5 separate regions of the Mus musculus genome follow, and regions 1, 2, 4 and 5 are each linked to region 3. The links are chromatin contacts, called in public Hi-C and promoter capture Hi-C maps. All regions are on one chromosome and are shown on one strand. Each heading gives the region's core, a stretch centred on a gene start, on an enhancer-like site or on the middle of the called end of the contact. The rest is flanking DNA. Distances are from core to core; before and after follow the strand shown. Region 1 holds the start of Ces3a (carboxylesterase 3A). Region 2 holds the start of Ces4a (carboxylesterase 4A). Region 3 holds the start of 4931428F04Rik (RIKEN cDNA 4931428F04 gene). Region 4 has its middle 20 kb from the start of Ces3b. Region 5 holds the start of Ces3b (carboxylesterase 3B).

Region 1 (2,700 bases), core at 143-2,642, 240 kb before region 3:
TTTTAAAAAATACATACACATGCATACATATTCTGTTTAGGACAATTTGAAGAATATGTGGTAGACATCTCAGAACCCTGAAGGATGCCCCTCCTACAATAATAGTCAAAAGACTATTCTCTATTTTAAAGACCAGGCTGGGATTCCTTCTACAAGTTCACCTCCAGCTCCCAACCTCCTCGTGACACACTGAGCAGTTTCTGTGGTTGTGATCCAGCAGGCTTAGGCCACACTTCCACCCTCAGCATACCTTCATTGTGGGCATAAGGTACCAGGACTATGTGCATTCAGAATACAAATAAGGGGTCTTGAAGCTTGTTAGATTTTGACAGAAGTTTGCTGCAGGTTCAGAGTTGCTTCCGGGGGTCTCCCAATGGGGTAATGCCTAAATGGAACCAGAATGGTTACTTGAGGACCTTATAAAGGTCGGGGAAACAGCAAGATGCTTCCTAGGCTTGAAAAGTTGCAGACCCCAATATATAAGTCTATGAAAAATGCTAACATGTAACAGCAATGCAGTAGGCCTTGGGACATCCCTCATCACAGATATGTGGATGCTGGGCTTAGAGACTTAGAGATGTCTCCGTGCTTCTGGGCTTCAGTCTTTCTTGGAATGATTGCTCTTTTCTGCTTGCTCTGTCCTCCTTCAGAGAATAGGACCTTATCTTGACTTGGGCCAGTCATTGGGCCATCTCTGTTCCATCTTTATTCCTGAGCATCTCATAAGTGGGACAAATTGTGTCCCTTCACTAGAAATCCTGCCTGGCTACAGGAAGTGGCCACTTCAGTCTCCATATCCGCAGATGCTCAGAGTCTCAGCTAGGGTCACCCCCATAGACTCCCAGGATCCTCCTCACCCATTCCCAGTTCTCAAACTAGTCCCAGAATGCCCCAACATATTTCCATTCTCATGCCCAGCCCTCTCCCTCACCCCTTCACACACCTGCTCCCTTTCCCCACCCCCCTCCTCGGCCTCTCTCACAGTTTCCTCCCTTCATTAACCAAGCTCAGAGTCTATCTAACATGCAGTGCAGCTACAGTCCTAAGAGTGAAGCACCATGGCAAGCAAGAGTTGAAAATTATCTATGGAGGAGGGAAGATGGTGTGAGGAGAGGGTGTTAAATCATCAGACCTCTCCAGAAGACACTGCTGATCTGAGAGCAGGCAGAACACACTTGTATTTCTTGCACTGAGAAAGTAGAGGCAGGAGGATCAGGGGATAAAGGACAGTCTCCTCCATCAGGCACTTTCAAGGCCAGGCTGAACCTGTCTCAAAAACAAAAAAAATAAGAATACACAATTTCAGAGCTGGCCTCCAACCAATCAGGGCAGACCAAGTTAATTTTCACAAGATAAGAGGTTCAATAAAAGGCAAGTCCTCTCCAGCTTTCCACAGCTTTGTCCACAGTCCATTATGACAAATATGGAGACAACGGCACAAGCTGGGTCCAGTGTCCGAGTCTGGATGGCCTGTCTGCTCCTGATATTTCCTACCACTGTCATTGGTAAGACATACTCCCTGAACGAGTGAAGTGGGGTTTCTGGCTCTGTGGCAAACCTGAGGAAGGAGGAGACTGGAGTGAGGCAGTAAGAGTGAACACCCTTCTCTGAGAAGGTGCCCAAAATAGAAGAGTACAGGTGTGGTATATCCCGACTGGGCAGAGTCATTATTATCTGAATGATCTATTTTTTTTAAAGACTGAACTCAGGAGTTTAACATATGAAGAAAGCTCCAACACTAAGCTATATCCTCACTCTTACCTTTATGTTTTAATCAGTCATGGTAAAATGAAAAAGAATGTCATAAATGAAGCCTACTTACAGATCACTGAAAAATTGGGGATACAAATAACCCCATGAGGACATAGAGGGGAGGCACAAGATGACTGAACAAGTAGTGGGAAATGGGGAGAGAATACTCTCTTCTTCTTCTTCTTCTTCTTCTTCTTCTTCTTCTTCTTCTTCTTCTTCTTCTTCTTCTTCTTCTGCTTCTGCTTCTGCTTCTGCTTCTGCTTCTGCTTCTGCTTCTTCCTCTTCCTCTTCCTCTTCCTCTTCTTCTTCTTCTTCGGCTTCGACTTTGGCTTCATCGTCATCATCCACCTCGACCTACTCATCCTCCTCCACATCCTCCTCCTCCTGCTCCATACTCCTGCTCCTCCTCCTCTTCTTGCTTTCACAAGTGGGCAAGAATAAGCAATGCAGGCTAAGCAGATTGGTTGACTACCACACCTTAGTTAACATGTGAGTAACTGAGGTTCAAGCTGGGAGCAAGTCTGATTCAGACTAGAGATTGGGACACAAGGTAAGGTAGAGGAAGTCAGGGATAATCATGGAGAGAGGAGCCAAGCCTGCTAGCCACACACTTGTATTTCTTGCACTGAGAAGGTAGAGGCAGGAGGATCAGGGGATAAAGGACAGTCTCCTCCATCAGGCACTTTCAAGGCCAGGCTGAACCTGTCTCAAAAAACAAAAAAATAAGAATCATGAAGGTAGCCACTTGTTGAAGAGCCTAGCCATAATGCTGGGTGGAGAGTATTCAGAATAGAACCCAACAAATAGATGCTGGAGGAGCAAGTCTTCCTTCATTTTAAAAGTCCATTATTTCCCCCACCCCTTCATGGAGACTGTAAACTCAGCACCCAATGACCCTTCTCTCCCTTTCTCAGGACCCAAAGTCACTCAGCCTGAAGTGGATACCCC
Region 2 (2,700 bases), core at 110-2,609, 160 kb before region 3:
ATGTATGTGCATGTTTACATAAGTGTGTGTGAGCATGTGCCATGGTGCGTATTTAGAGGTCAGAGGGCAAGCTCAGGTGTCAGTCAGTCTTCACTTTAAACCTGGTTTAAGAGGGGCTCTTCATGCTGGCATCTGCTGCTGCGTACACTTTCTGAGCTAGTTCCCAAACTACCCAGATTCTCCTGTTTCTGCCTCCCATCTCACTGTAAGAAGCACTGGGAGTGTAGACGCGTGCTACCGCGCCCAGATTTACACGGATTCTAAGAACTTAAACTCAGATTCCCTAAGCTTGTGTGGCAAGTACTTTACCTACTGAATCATCTCTCCGGGCTTCCCATAGGAATCATTCTTAAAGGAGTATAGGACAGAACAATATTGCCCATTATGGAGGGGCTTGTCCAGCCCAGAGCCTGATGCCAGCAAACGGGGTGCTGTAGCCTAACACTGTGAATGATGAGCAGACTGTAAGGAGATTGGTTAGATGCAACATACCAAATGGTTCCCATGTTGACCTTGCAGGCAATAACCCACCTTGAGCCTGTCTGAGGCCTTCCTTAGAGGACTATGGAGCCCAATCAATGGCGATTGGGCAGTGAACATCGTATTCCTGAGGAGAGAGGAAAAGCCACACGAATGGGTAAGGATTTCAATAAAGGACATTTCTGAGAACTCAGTGAATGGGCCTTGGAGAAAATGGTGTATATCCATCACGTGTCAGATCTACAGAGCTGGAGACTATAAGTCAGTAAGAAAGACATGCCCTTACCTTTCACCCTCCCAGCACAGAAACCCCTAGATACCCATTTCCTAAAGATATGCCAAGACTCTAGGACTCCCGCCTGATGTGTTAATAAACATGGACCCATCTCTTCCCATCCAGCCCCACACTTGCTACTATAAACACCAGGCTCCATCTCCCTTTTCTGTCCAATTCCACAAAGGTCAACCTTTATTCCCTGGGGAACCTTTCCTCACTCACTACCCTGGTCTCACTAAGTGAACCTTCTCATGGTTGCCTTTAGATCTAGACTCCAGTGGGAATGTAAGTATTCACCACACTGACTTCCTGTTCCTGACACAGTCTTACCCTCTATGATGATCCTGTCTGAGAAACCTGTGCAGAGGAGCACCTACAAGAATCTGCACAAAGCAAAGGCAATCAGAGAACCCAGCGCTCTTCAGTCCATGGGGAGCATGTCTGAGGGCTCCAGTCTTGGCTCCTACTCAATGGGTGAAGCTTGACTCGTACCTTCAAGCTGTTGCCAAATGAGCAAACTGGGCAGGGATTGCAGGCAAGCCAGTTTGGTTGAAGAGCCAAAACCATACAGTGTGACCTATCACCCCAAGGAGGAGGGACAAGGCTCCACAGCTGGCGAGAAGCTGGTCATAACTCCTCCAGCCCCAGCCTCTGATGATGGGAATCAAGAAGATAAAGGCAGAACTTTCTGGTGCTTCCACGCTGCGCTCAGAGCTCCCTTCTGACCCCAGAAGTGTAGGCATCACTGCAGCCCATGGCAGAAGCTGGCTGGAACATGAAGTGGATTCTGGGCTTGAGCCTCACCCTGTGCCTGGTAGTCCAGACAGCCTTAGGTAAGATAGTCACCTCTACTGGGGATCCCAGTCCTGGCTCAGCCACTTCTACACAGTGGGACTTAGACAAGATCTAGGCAGATGGAGGGCAATATTTCAAAGGTCTTGTGTGTTAGAAGTCTGAGCAAGTCATTTGTCCTCTGTGAGCCCCAAGACTGCTCTGCAAAGTGAGGACTGTGTCTCCTACCTCCTGGGATCAGCGAGGGACCTGAGAACATGACTTGCCCCTGTCCCTCCTTCTGGCCTTTCCCCACTCCTTCCTGCCTTTTTTCTCCTAAGCAGACGTCCACTTCCGCCTTCCTGTGCCATATATGGCCTCTATCTGTGCCTTTCTCCCCAGCATCCTTCTTTCTAAAATGAGTGTTATTCTCTGAACTGTGAAAAGAGCATAACACATTAACAACTGTTTATTGAGGTATTCACTACACATACAACAAGATGCACATATCTGAAAATATAGATGATGTGACCACCATTCTGACAAAAATCTAGAATATTTAGAATATTGCCAGGATTCTATGTGCCATTTTCCAGTCAACACCTCCAAAGTGACCACTCACTGTTCTGACCTCTATTGCAAATTTATTTTGCCTAAAAAATTACATCAGTTTTTTTTCTTCTGTTTTAGTTCTTCTTCTTCTTCTTCTTCTTCTTCTTCTTCTTCTTCTTCTTCTTCTTCTTCTTCTCCTTCTCCTTCTCCTTCTCCTTCTCCTTCTCCTTCTCCTTCTCCTTCTCCTTCTCCTTCTCCTTCTCCTTCTCCTTCTTCTTCTTCTTCTTCTTGATGATGATGATGTTGTTTTAGAGAAGCTTTGATAAAAACTGCTTTCTAGCATTTTGTGATATTACCTTCTTGTATATTTACACATAACTGTGGTATTAGCATGTGCACAATTTTAGTTTTAAGATGTTTTTAAAATTATACTTCTTGCCGGGCAGTGGTGGCACATGCCTGTAATCCTAGCACTTGGGAGGCAGAGGCAGGCAGATTTCTGGGTTTGAGGCCAGCCTGGTCTACAGAGTGAGTTCCAGAACAGCCAGGGCTATACAGAAAAACCCTGTCTCGAAAAAACAAAAACAAAAAAGAAAATTATACTTCTTGAGTGTGTATGT
Region 3 (2,700 bases), core at 104-2,603:
TTTTCTGTAGTTGTTGCTGTCTCTGAAGTCTACTGCAGCTAGCTCACTGTCTGCATGGCAGATCTGAAGGCTTTATCTGGGTTTTCCTTTCTATAATGTGCAACTGTGCTTCCAGAACCCAGAACAGTCCCTGATCCAGCACTGTAATCCACTGTGATCCATGGATGAACCTGAGTCCTTGTAAGAACTAAATCATGGAGCTGGAGAGACTTGCTGCTCTCCCTGAGAACCCAAATCCAGTTCCTAGTGTCCACGCAGGCTAACTCCAGCTGCAGGAGACCCAAGGCCCTCTTCTGGCCTCCACGGGCACATGCATATACCCATACCCAGAAATAATAAAAATAGACCTCTAAAGCAAAAATACTATAATCATTCCTTTCGCAAACTTAGATACCCTGTTTAGACTCCCCCCACCCCCACCCCGGCATCCTCCTCCTTCTCGGAGTCTTCCTCCACCTTACCTAGTGATCGGCTGCTTAAAAAATGACTTCTAGTCTCAGATCTCATTCACCCTCAAACTGTATACTTTTCTGGATGTCTACTGACCACTATATGGGCCAGTTCTTCCATTTTCCCTTCGTTCATTCCACCTACCTCCACGTAATTACCAGAATTCACCTGTTTCTTTCACGTCTCAGGTTCTTCTGCCAAGAATTCTTTTGCCAATGTGTCCCTGGAGCAACCTCTTAACCATTTTTTTCAGGGCCCGGTTTAGGCCTCACTTTCTCTGGGAAGCCTTCCCGATGTGTAAAGGGTCCCAGGGTCTTGATGGCTTCTTGACAGCCCTAGGCTGTCATGGCTGGAGGCTAGATCCATATTTCCCCACCGTGCCCTGAACTCCCCGAGGTCAGGAAGGGTCTGATTCACCCTCTCGTCCCACGCACTCACTAGTTGCAGAATGAATGAATTCAGGGTGAGGCTGGAGTCCCTGACTGCTGAAGGCGGGGTCTGGTGACAAATGAGAGGGTGTGGCCCACACCAATAAGAACCCCTGGAAAGAGATAACGTGGGAAAACAACCAATAGGAACCAAGAGCTCTGGGAGGGCGTGCCCTGAAGACAAATAAAGGGCGTGAGACAGGGTGAAGGGCGTGCCCAATGGAGGGCGGAGCTAGGAGACAATGGACTTGGGGGAATTCCCTGGTAAATCAAGAAGGGTGAAGTCTTAGTCATATTTAGTCTCGGTTTTTGGAGTGGGGTAGGGGTTCGGTCCGCGTGCCGCGCCCCCACCTGATCACGCCTCTTTTGCTGCCCGCAGTTCCTGCTCCTCAAAGCCGATCGCTGGCCGCCGAGACCATGGAAGCCCGCGCCAAAGACACGCGCACTCGGGCGCGCGCACGCTCACACGAAGACGCAAGGGCCACGTCCGTCTCCGCCGTAGGGGGCGTGCTTAAGCTCGCTGTGGGCGGAGCCAAACGTGCGAAGAGGGGCGGGATTCGCTGCCACCCTGCGCCCCTGGACCGCGTCTGGTCCTAGACTTCCCCCTCTTCAAACTTCCGCGCTTCTAAAGCGACTGGCGAGGGCGATGAAACCATTTACTGCTTGCCGGTAGTAGATACATAGGAAGTGAGTACTCCACGGGAGCCCAGGGTTCGGGGCACGCAGTCCACAAAGAGAGCAGATGTCTGCATAGGTGAGATGCTGCCAGAATACTAGGATTCAGCCAGGATTATAGATGTACCACTGTGCACGGACCCCTAATTGCACTGTTGCTTTCACCGGCGCGCCCCCAACACATAGATTCAGACGTGTCGTAGACGTGGCTTTATTACGCAAACAGATGGGTGTCAGGAGCAGGGACCTGAAGGGAGGCAGGAGGACAGGGAGGGCGTAGGCGTCGGTACCAGGCTGAAGAGCGCCCGGCGGCCAGTGGACGGTGAGGGCGGTGGACCCGCCTGCAGCGAACTGAGTGCTGCCTGACGATGCTCTCGGGACACGTCTCCGCGCAGGTCCAAGAGGGCAGAGACGTGATCCTCGCTGCAGGAATACCACCACGTGCGTCAGCCCAGCCCTCCCTCGTCCTCCTGGGCCGTTCCTCCCCTGTCCCCTTCCTCGCACCTCACGTCGGGAAATTGCTGCCTCAAGCCTGCCACCTCGAGGCCAAGCAGTGTGGGGTCGTGGAGGTTGAGCAGTTCCCTCAGCGCGAGCAGGACGGGCGCGCAGTGAGCGCTCTCTTCCAGGCCCTGAACACATGGGAACAGGGTTTCCAGCGGGCCCTCGGCTCCCACCCAACTACAGAGATCCTCGACTGTCTGCCCTCCCAATGAGCTCTCACCAAACCAAGGAAAAGCTCTTTGAGCTGGGCAGCATCCTGCCGAAGTCGCTCAGCCGCCTGGCTCCGCTCGTCCGTACCGCGGCACACTAGGCGGCCCTGCATCAGAGCCCTTAGGTATTGTAACACCACGGTTCGTTCCGCCTCTGCCAGCAGCAGCTGCAGGACAGTAATCAGTTTGAATATAGGGTCCCACCAGCACAACCCCTTCCCCAGCTTTCCTCTCCTCGCCCTACCTGAACACCAGGCTTCCGTACGCGCCAGAAGTCCTGGCAGAAGTGCGACGTCTGCTCACACACACCATCTAGCAACTCAGAACTCAATAGCCACCGGCGCGAGGGCAGAGCGGAGAACAGGGGCTAGGGAAAGCATAGCACAGACAGGGCTAGGGAAATGATCCGGATCCCGTAGAGGCCACCATAAATAGAC
Region 4 (2,700 bases), core at 27-2,526, 190 kb before region 3:
AGATGGTCTGCAAAGTATTTACTAAGGACAGTAGCAAATCTCACCCAAACAAGGGAATACCATAATAGAGCCTGGGAATCCCACTGAGATAGAAATCTTCAGTACAGGCTATATTGCATATTAGAAGCAAGTTGGTGAATTCTTCTGACAAATGGAGATTCTTCAGATACTTAAAAGTTACACTCATATAAGAATTTACTAAGGCCTAGGAAATAGGGGGGTGTGGTATTGCATTAGCAAAACCCCCTGGTGCTAGCTTTCACAAGGCTCAAAGGAATAACACTAGAGTGTGAAATCCTTACCTGTCATTAAGCTGACTCTAGGTAGGACTGCTTTTTCTTTACTGTAAACATTTACCTGGTTCCTGTAAATCCTTTGAAGTCATTCCTTTGTTTTGTGTCAGGCGACTTCAATGTACTTTGCCTGCTGTGACTTCCTACCCCTTTTATTTTCTGTACTATATAAGACTGGTGTTCACTTTGTGACAATACATTCAGATTCTACACAATCTCGCGTGTTGGTCTGTCTGTCACCCGCCGACTCCTTGCCCATCTGCACCCAGAAACCTGTTCAATGCAGACAGAGGGACCCAGAGGGTCTGCGGCATAACCTGAATGAAGGATATCTCCAGTAGGAGCCAGAGAGGAAGTAGGATGTCTCTCAATTTCCTCCTGTCCCTAGGAGAGCTCTGAAATAACTTATATGCATTTTCCTTCTCTTTTGCTAATTCATCCCACTCAAGGTCTGTTTAGCTTGCTCAAGGCTAGGGAAGCTTGAAACCAAAACATATGCCTTGTCTCTCTATCTTTTTATAAACACAACAGTTGTTTGTTTGGGTTTTTTGTTTTGATTGTTTGTATGTAATTGGGACAGGGTTTCTCTGTGTGGCCATGGTTGCCCTAGAACTCACTCTGTAGACCAGGCTGGCCTCAAACTCCACCTGCTTCTTCCCCCCAGCACCCTCACCCCAACAAGTGACTAGTTTGTTTTTGTTGTTGTTGTTGTTCAAGTTTTTTGCAGTGTAGGTAAACAAGTCCTCTGCTTAATACTTAGGCAAATTCTTTGTGGTCTTTATAGTTGCTCATTTGTTCCACTTGTAATGTGATGTAGTCCTATACTGTCTTCCATGAGCATTTGAAAGATGATCATCCATAAAGCACCTAGATCAGCACCCAGCAAAAGCTCGGCAAATGTTCACTGTCCTCTCTACAGGCACGAATTCCAGGGATCTCTCATTTCCAGTTAATGATTACTGAACTGAGTCAATTAGAGTCGTCACAATTTTAGTATGCTTAGTAGAATGGGCGTCTTCTACCAAGAAATAATTTGGAGTTTATAGCAGGCCAAAGATGCCCACGATGATGCTCTGAATGGCTGATTGATTGTTCTATGGGAGTCCCTGCTCTTCTTGGGGAACTGAAGCTGTCACTGTTGTACAATCTCCTTCCCTAATGTGATTGTAGCCCCCTTGTTCACCCACCTTGGCATTTTAACCTACTACAAACCATCTCTACACTCATTTCTGTACCACTTTATCTAGTTCCTAAGACCACAACAAGGACAAGATGAGGCTCTGAAAGGGACATTAATCCTGCTACTTGGAGATAGCATCAATCTCCTTCCTCTTCCTTGCCCTGGCTCACAGGTGTCCCTTCCCATTGATCCTCTATCTCTTAGGCCTTTGGTTTCTCTTGCCCTTTGGATCCTCTTCTCAGGTAGTATTGCCCCCTCACAAGGTTCTAAGCTGCCCCCTGTCGGAACTTGGTCAAAAGAATGAGACATGGTAAACAACGAGTTGGGAAACTGAGAGACACTCCAGGAGATAAGGCAGAGGACCTTCGACCTGGTACATTTTGTTCCCTGGATTGTTCTTGGATAAACCTTTACTTTCAACTCATAAAACACACTTATTTTTGCTGGATGTCAGAACATAGCTATAAAACCCAATCACCTCAATGTACTCTGAATCTGGATATGGCCTTCTGCCTTGATTTCATGCTTTCCCACATGTAATCTATAATATGAGCCAGGCAATTGTATTTCAATTGGTCTGTTCTAAAAAAGTTCTAAGAAAGTGCTCCTCTGTTGAAATTTCATGTGTGCTTACTGGCAATAATTTACGTGTTTTTCTGGTCATGTTTGTCTGAACTCAAGCAATCTTATTTGGATCATTGCTTTCTTTTGTTACATTTGCATATAAAAGCACACTGAAACTAAAGTAAGGTTGTCTACAGCATCAGACAGTATGTAGTCTGCTTCATTTTTTCAAGGTTCTCAGATGCCAGGTCCAGCAGATAAATTGCATAAATTGGCCAAAAATCAACACCCTTCTTTAATCCTGAGGACAATGCCCAGGATCCCAAGAAACATAGTTAATAAGAACACAGACTAGTTAGTAAGAGCCCAAGCTTGCTGACATCTGTCTCTTCTCCCAGGCCTCTGATGGGAGTCGACTCCTAGCAGAAAGTGGCTATCATCTCTGTAGCCATCTCGGGCTATTTACTTACAGGTGGTACTTTTCCACCCTGACAAGAGACTTGTTTTCCTAGAATGATGTTTTTTCAAGAAGCTCACCACAGCTGAACACACTGATAACATCTTGTTTTTCTCCTATATATATCCTGGACCTGTTGTTGTGTCTCCAGCTGCACTCCCCCACTTGTGCTTATATATATTTATCCATAGTTGCCTTCCAATAAG
Region 5 (2,700 bases), core at 184-2,683, 210 kb before region 3:
CCCACAACTACCTCCCCGCCCTCGATTCCCCTAGACTGGGACATCTATTGAGCCTTCCTAGGACCAAGGACTTCTCCCATTTATGTCTATTTTTTTTAAAAAAGTGAAAACCCATGCATACATATTCTGTTTAGGACAATTGGAAGGATGTTTTGTAGACATCTCAGAACACCTGAAGGATGCCCCTCCTATAATAATGGTCAAAAGACTATTCTCTGTTTTAAAGACCAGGCTGGGATTCCTTCTACAAGATCACCTCAAGATGCCAACATCCTAGTGACACACTGAGCAGCTTCTGTGGTTGTGATCCAGCAGGCTTAGGCCACACTTCCACCCTCAGCATACCTTCATTGTGGGCATAAGGTACCAGGACTATGTGCATTCAGAAGGCAAATAAGGGGTCTTGGAAGCTTGTTAGATTTTGACAGAAGTTTGCTGCAGGTTCAGAGTTGCTTCCGGGGGTCTCCCAATGGGATAATGCCTAAATGGAACCAGAATGGTTACTTGAGGACCTTATAAAGGTCGGGGAAACATCAAGATGCTTCCTAGGCTTGTAAAGTTGCAGACCTCTATATATAAGTCTATGAAAAATGTTAACATGTAGCCGCAATGCAGTAGGTCTTGGGACATCCCTTATTACAGAGTATGTGGATGCTGGGCTTAGAGACTTAGAGATGTCTCCTTGCCTCTGGGTTTCAGTCTTTCTTGGAATGATTGCTCTTTTCTGCTTGCCCAGTCCTCCTTCATAGAATAGGACCTTATCTTGACTTGGGCCAGTCATTGGGCCATTTCTGCTCCATTTTTATCCCAGCACATCTCATAGCCAAGACAAATTGTGGCTCAAAGATTTCATGGGTGAGTTGATATCCCCTTCCCTTCACTGGAAGTCCTGCCTGGCTACAGGAGGTGGCCACTTCAGTCTCCATATCCCCAGGTGCTCAGAGTCTCAGCTAGGGTCATCTCCATAGACTCCCAGGAGCCTCCTCACCCATTCCCAGTTCTCCAGCAAGTCCCAGATTTGCCCGCCCCCATTTCCATTCTCACTCCCAGCCCTTTCCCAATTCCCAAACCTGATCCCTATCCCTATTCCCCTCCTCAACTCTGTCCAACCCAGTTCCCTCGCTCCATTCACTAAGCTCAGAGTCTGACTGACATGCAATTCAGCCACTGCAGTTGTAAGAGTGACACACCATGCCAGGCAAGAGTAGAATCATCCACAGAGGAGGGGTGGTGGTGGTGGGAGTGGGGGTAGTGGGTGGGGTGAGGGTGTTAAATAGTCAGACCTCTCCAGAAGACTCTGCTGGTCCTGCTCTGAGAACAGGCAGAGCGTAGAATACACAATTCCAGAGCTGGCCTCCAACCAATCGGGCAGACCAAGTTAATTTTCACAAGATAAGAGGTACTATAAAAGGCAAGTCCTCCCAGCTTTCCACAGCTTCGTCCACAGTCCGTTATGACAAATATGAGGACAATGATACCAGCTGGGTCCAGTGTCCTAGTCTGGGTGACCTGTCTGCTCCTGGCATTTGTTACCACAGTCACTGGTAAGACATACTCCCTGAACCAGTGAAGTGGGGCTTCCAGCTCCGTGGGAAACCTGAGGAAGGGGGGACTGGAGTGAGGCAGTAAGAGTGATCAGCCTTCTCTGAGAAGCTGCCCAAAATAGAAGAGTGCAGGCGTGGTATGTCCCGACTGGGCAGGGTCATTATTATCTATATGATCTTTTTATTTATTTATTAGAGACTGAACTCAAGGCCTTAACATACGAAACAAGCTCCAACACTAAGCTGTATCCTCACTCTTACTTTTATGTTTTACTGTTTTAATCAGTCATAGTAAATCAAACAAGAGCGTCACAAAGGAAGCTTACTTACAGATCCCTGAAAAATTTGGGATACAAATAGCCCCATGAGGCCATACAGGGGAGCCACCAGATGACAGAACAAGTAGTGGAAAACTGGGTGAGACTCCTTCTTCTTCTTCTTCTTCTTCTTCTTCTTCTTCTTCTTCTTCTTCTTCTTCTTCTTCTTCTTCTTCTTCTTCTTCTTCTTCTTCCCCCTCCCCCTCCCCCTCCCCCTTCTCCTTCTCCTTCTTTTCTCCTCCTCCTCTACTTCATCTTCTTCTTCTTGCTTTCACAAGTGGACAAAAATAAGCAATGCAGGCTAAGCAGACTGGCTGACTATCACACCTTATTTAACATGTAACTGAGGTTCAAGCTGGGAATAAGTCTGATTCAGACTAGAGATTGGAACACAAAATAAGGAAGAGGAAGTCAGGGACAATCATGGAGAGAGGAGTCATGCGTGCTAGCCACACACTTGTAATCCTCACACTGAGCAGGTAGAGGCAGGAGAATCAGGGGTTAAAGGCCAGTCTCCTCTATTCAGCACTTTCAAGGCCAGGCTGAACCTGTCTCAAAAACAAAAACAAAATAATAATCATGAAGGTATCCACCTGCTGGAGAGCCTAGCCCTGATGCTGGGTGGAGAGTATTCAGAGTAGAACCCAACAAATAGACGCTGGAGGAGCAAGTCTTCCTTCATTTTAAAAGTCCATTATTTCCCCCATCCCTTCATGGAGGCTGTAGACTCACCACCCAATGACCCTTCTCTCCCTGTCTCAGGACCCAAAGTCATTCAGCCTGAAGTGGATACCCCCCTGGGTCGTGTTCGAGGCCGGCAGGTGGGTGTGAAGGACACA

Evidence for each region. Promoter capture Hi-C pulls out the DNA fragments that hold promoters and counts their contacts. Hi-C and Micro-C count contacts between places; a contact is called where the count stands out from the background.
Region 1: a promoter capture Hi-C map of liver shows a contact between it and region 3. The contact joins the promoter of Ces3a here to the promoter of 4931428F04Rik in region 3. A contact is called at or near these places in 2 of 39 promoter capture datasets (the C10 cell line and liver), 1 of 484 Hi-C or Micro-C datasets (B cells) and 1 of 9 other capture datasets (pancreatic islet).
Region 2: a Hi-C map of embryonic stem cells shows a contact between it and region 3, with 2.6 times the contacts expected there. The contact joins the promoter of Ces4a here to the promoter of 4931428F04Rik in region 3. A contact is called at or near these places in 23 of 39 promoter capture datasets (the 3T3-L1 cell line, 3T3-L1-derived adipocytes, the C10 cell line and 13 more), 8 of 15 datasets of contacts at CTCF or cohesin (CD8 T cells, the G1E-ER4 cell line, embryonic stem cells and 3 more), 66 of 484 Hi-C or Micro-C datasets (the AML12 cell line, the AtT-20 cell line, B cells and 33 more), 19 of 115 datasets of contacts at active chromatin or transcription factors (the 230-238 cell line, the NIH/3T3 cell line, the SCID.adh cell line and 9 more) and 3 of 9 other capture datasets (adipose tissue, liver and pancreatic islet).
Region 4: a promoter capture Hi-C map of embryonic stem cells shows a contact between it and region 3, with 2.9 times the contacts expected there. The contact joins the enhancer-like site here to the promoter of 4931428F04Rik in region 3. A contact is called at or near these places in 21 of 39 promoter capture datasets (the 3T3-L1 cell line, 3T3-L1-derived adipocytes, the C10 cell line and 12 more), 11 of 484 Hi-C or Micro-C datasets (B cells, the G1E-ER4 cell line, the HPC-7 cell line and 6 more) and 5 of 115 datasets of contacts at active chromatin or transcription factors (craniofacial prominence, embryonic stem cells, fetal liver and 2 more).
Region 5: a contact with region 3 is called in a promoter capture Hi-C map of liver. The contact joins the promoter of Ces3b here to the promoter of 4931428F04Rik in region 3. A contact is called at or near these places in 10 of 39 promoter capture datasets (3T3-L1-derived adipocytes, the C10 cell line, the SN4741 cell line and 5 more), 8 of 484 Hi-C or Micro-C datasets (the BV-2 cell line, the C10 cell line, the C2C12 cell line and 4 more), 1 of 115 datasets of contacts at active chromatin or transcription factors (embryonic stem cells) and 1 of 9 other capture datasets (pancreatic islet).

What each region holds. Positions count from the first base shown.
Region 1 is chr8:105,047,207-105,049,906 of GRCm38.p6, forward strand. It overlaps Ces3a (carboxylesterase 3A), which reads left to right and starts at 1,393. Exons shown (of 13, transcript NM_198672.1): 1 at 1,393-1,505; 2 at 2,667-2,700. The coding sequence starts at 1,415.
Region 2 is chr8:105,130,441-105,133,140 of GRCm38.p6, forward strand. Ces4a (carboxylesterase 4A) reads left to right here and starts at 1,360. Exons shown (of 14, transcript NM_146213.2): 1 at 1,360-1,590. The coding sequence starts at 1,512.
Region 3 is chr8:105,288,175-105,290,874 of GRCm38.p6, forward strand. 4931428F04Rik (RIKEN cDNA 4931428F04 gene) reads right to left here and starts at 1,354. Exons shown (of 8, transcript NM_028888.2): 1 at 1,230-1,354; 2 at 595-991. Exoc3l (exocyst complex component 3-like) reads right to left here. Exons shown (of 14, transcript NM_177788.5): 11 at 2,508-2,630; 12 at 2,275-2,430; 13 at 2,058-2,182; 14 at 1,749-1,976. The coding sequence ends at 1,787.
Region 4 is chr8:105,102,620-105,105,319 of GRCm38.p6, forward strand. No RefSeq gene overlaps it. Among named protein-coding and RNA genes, the nearest start is that of Ces3b, 20 kb to the left of the region's middle. Within about 2 kb of position 1,277, at least 8 of the 459 cell types and tissues checked have an H3K27ac peak or open chromatin away from gene starts, as enhancers often do. A contact at or near this core is called in embryonic stem cells and liver, where this site is marked.
Region 5 is chr8:105,082,322-105,085,021 of GRCm38.p6, forward strand. It overlaps Ces3b (carboxylesterase 3B), which reads left to right and starts at 1,434. Exons shown (of 13, transcript NM_144511.2): 1 at 1,434-1,544; 2 at 2,624-2,700. The coding sequence starts at 1,454.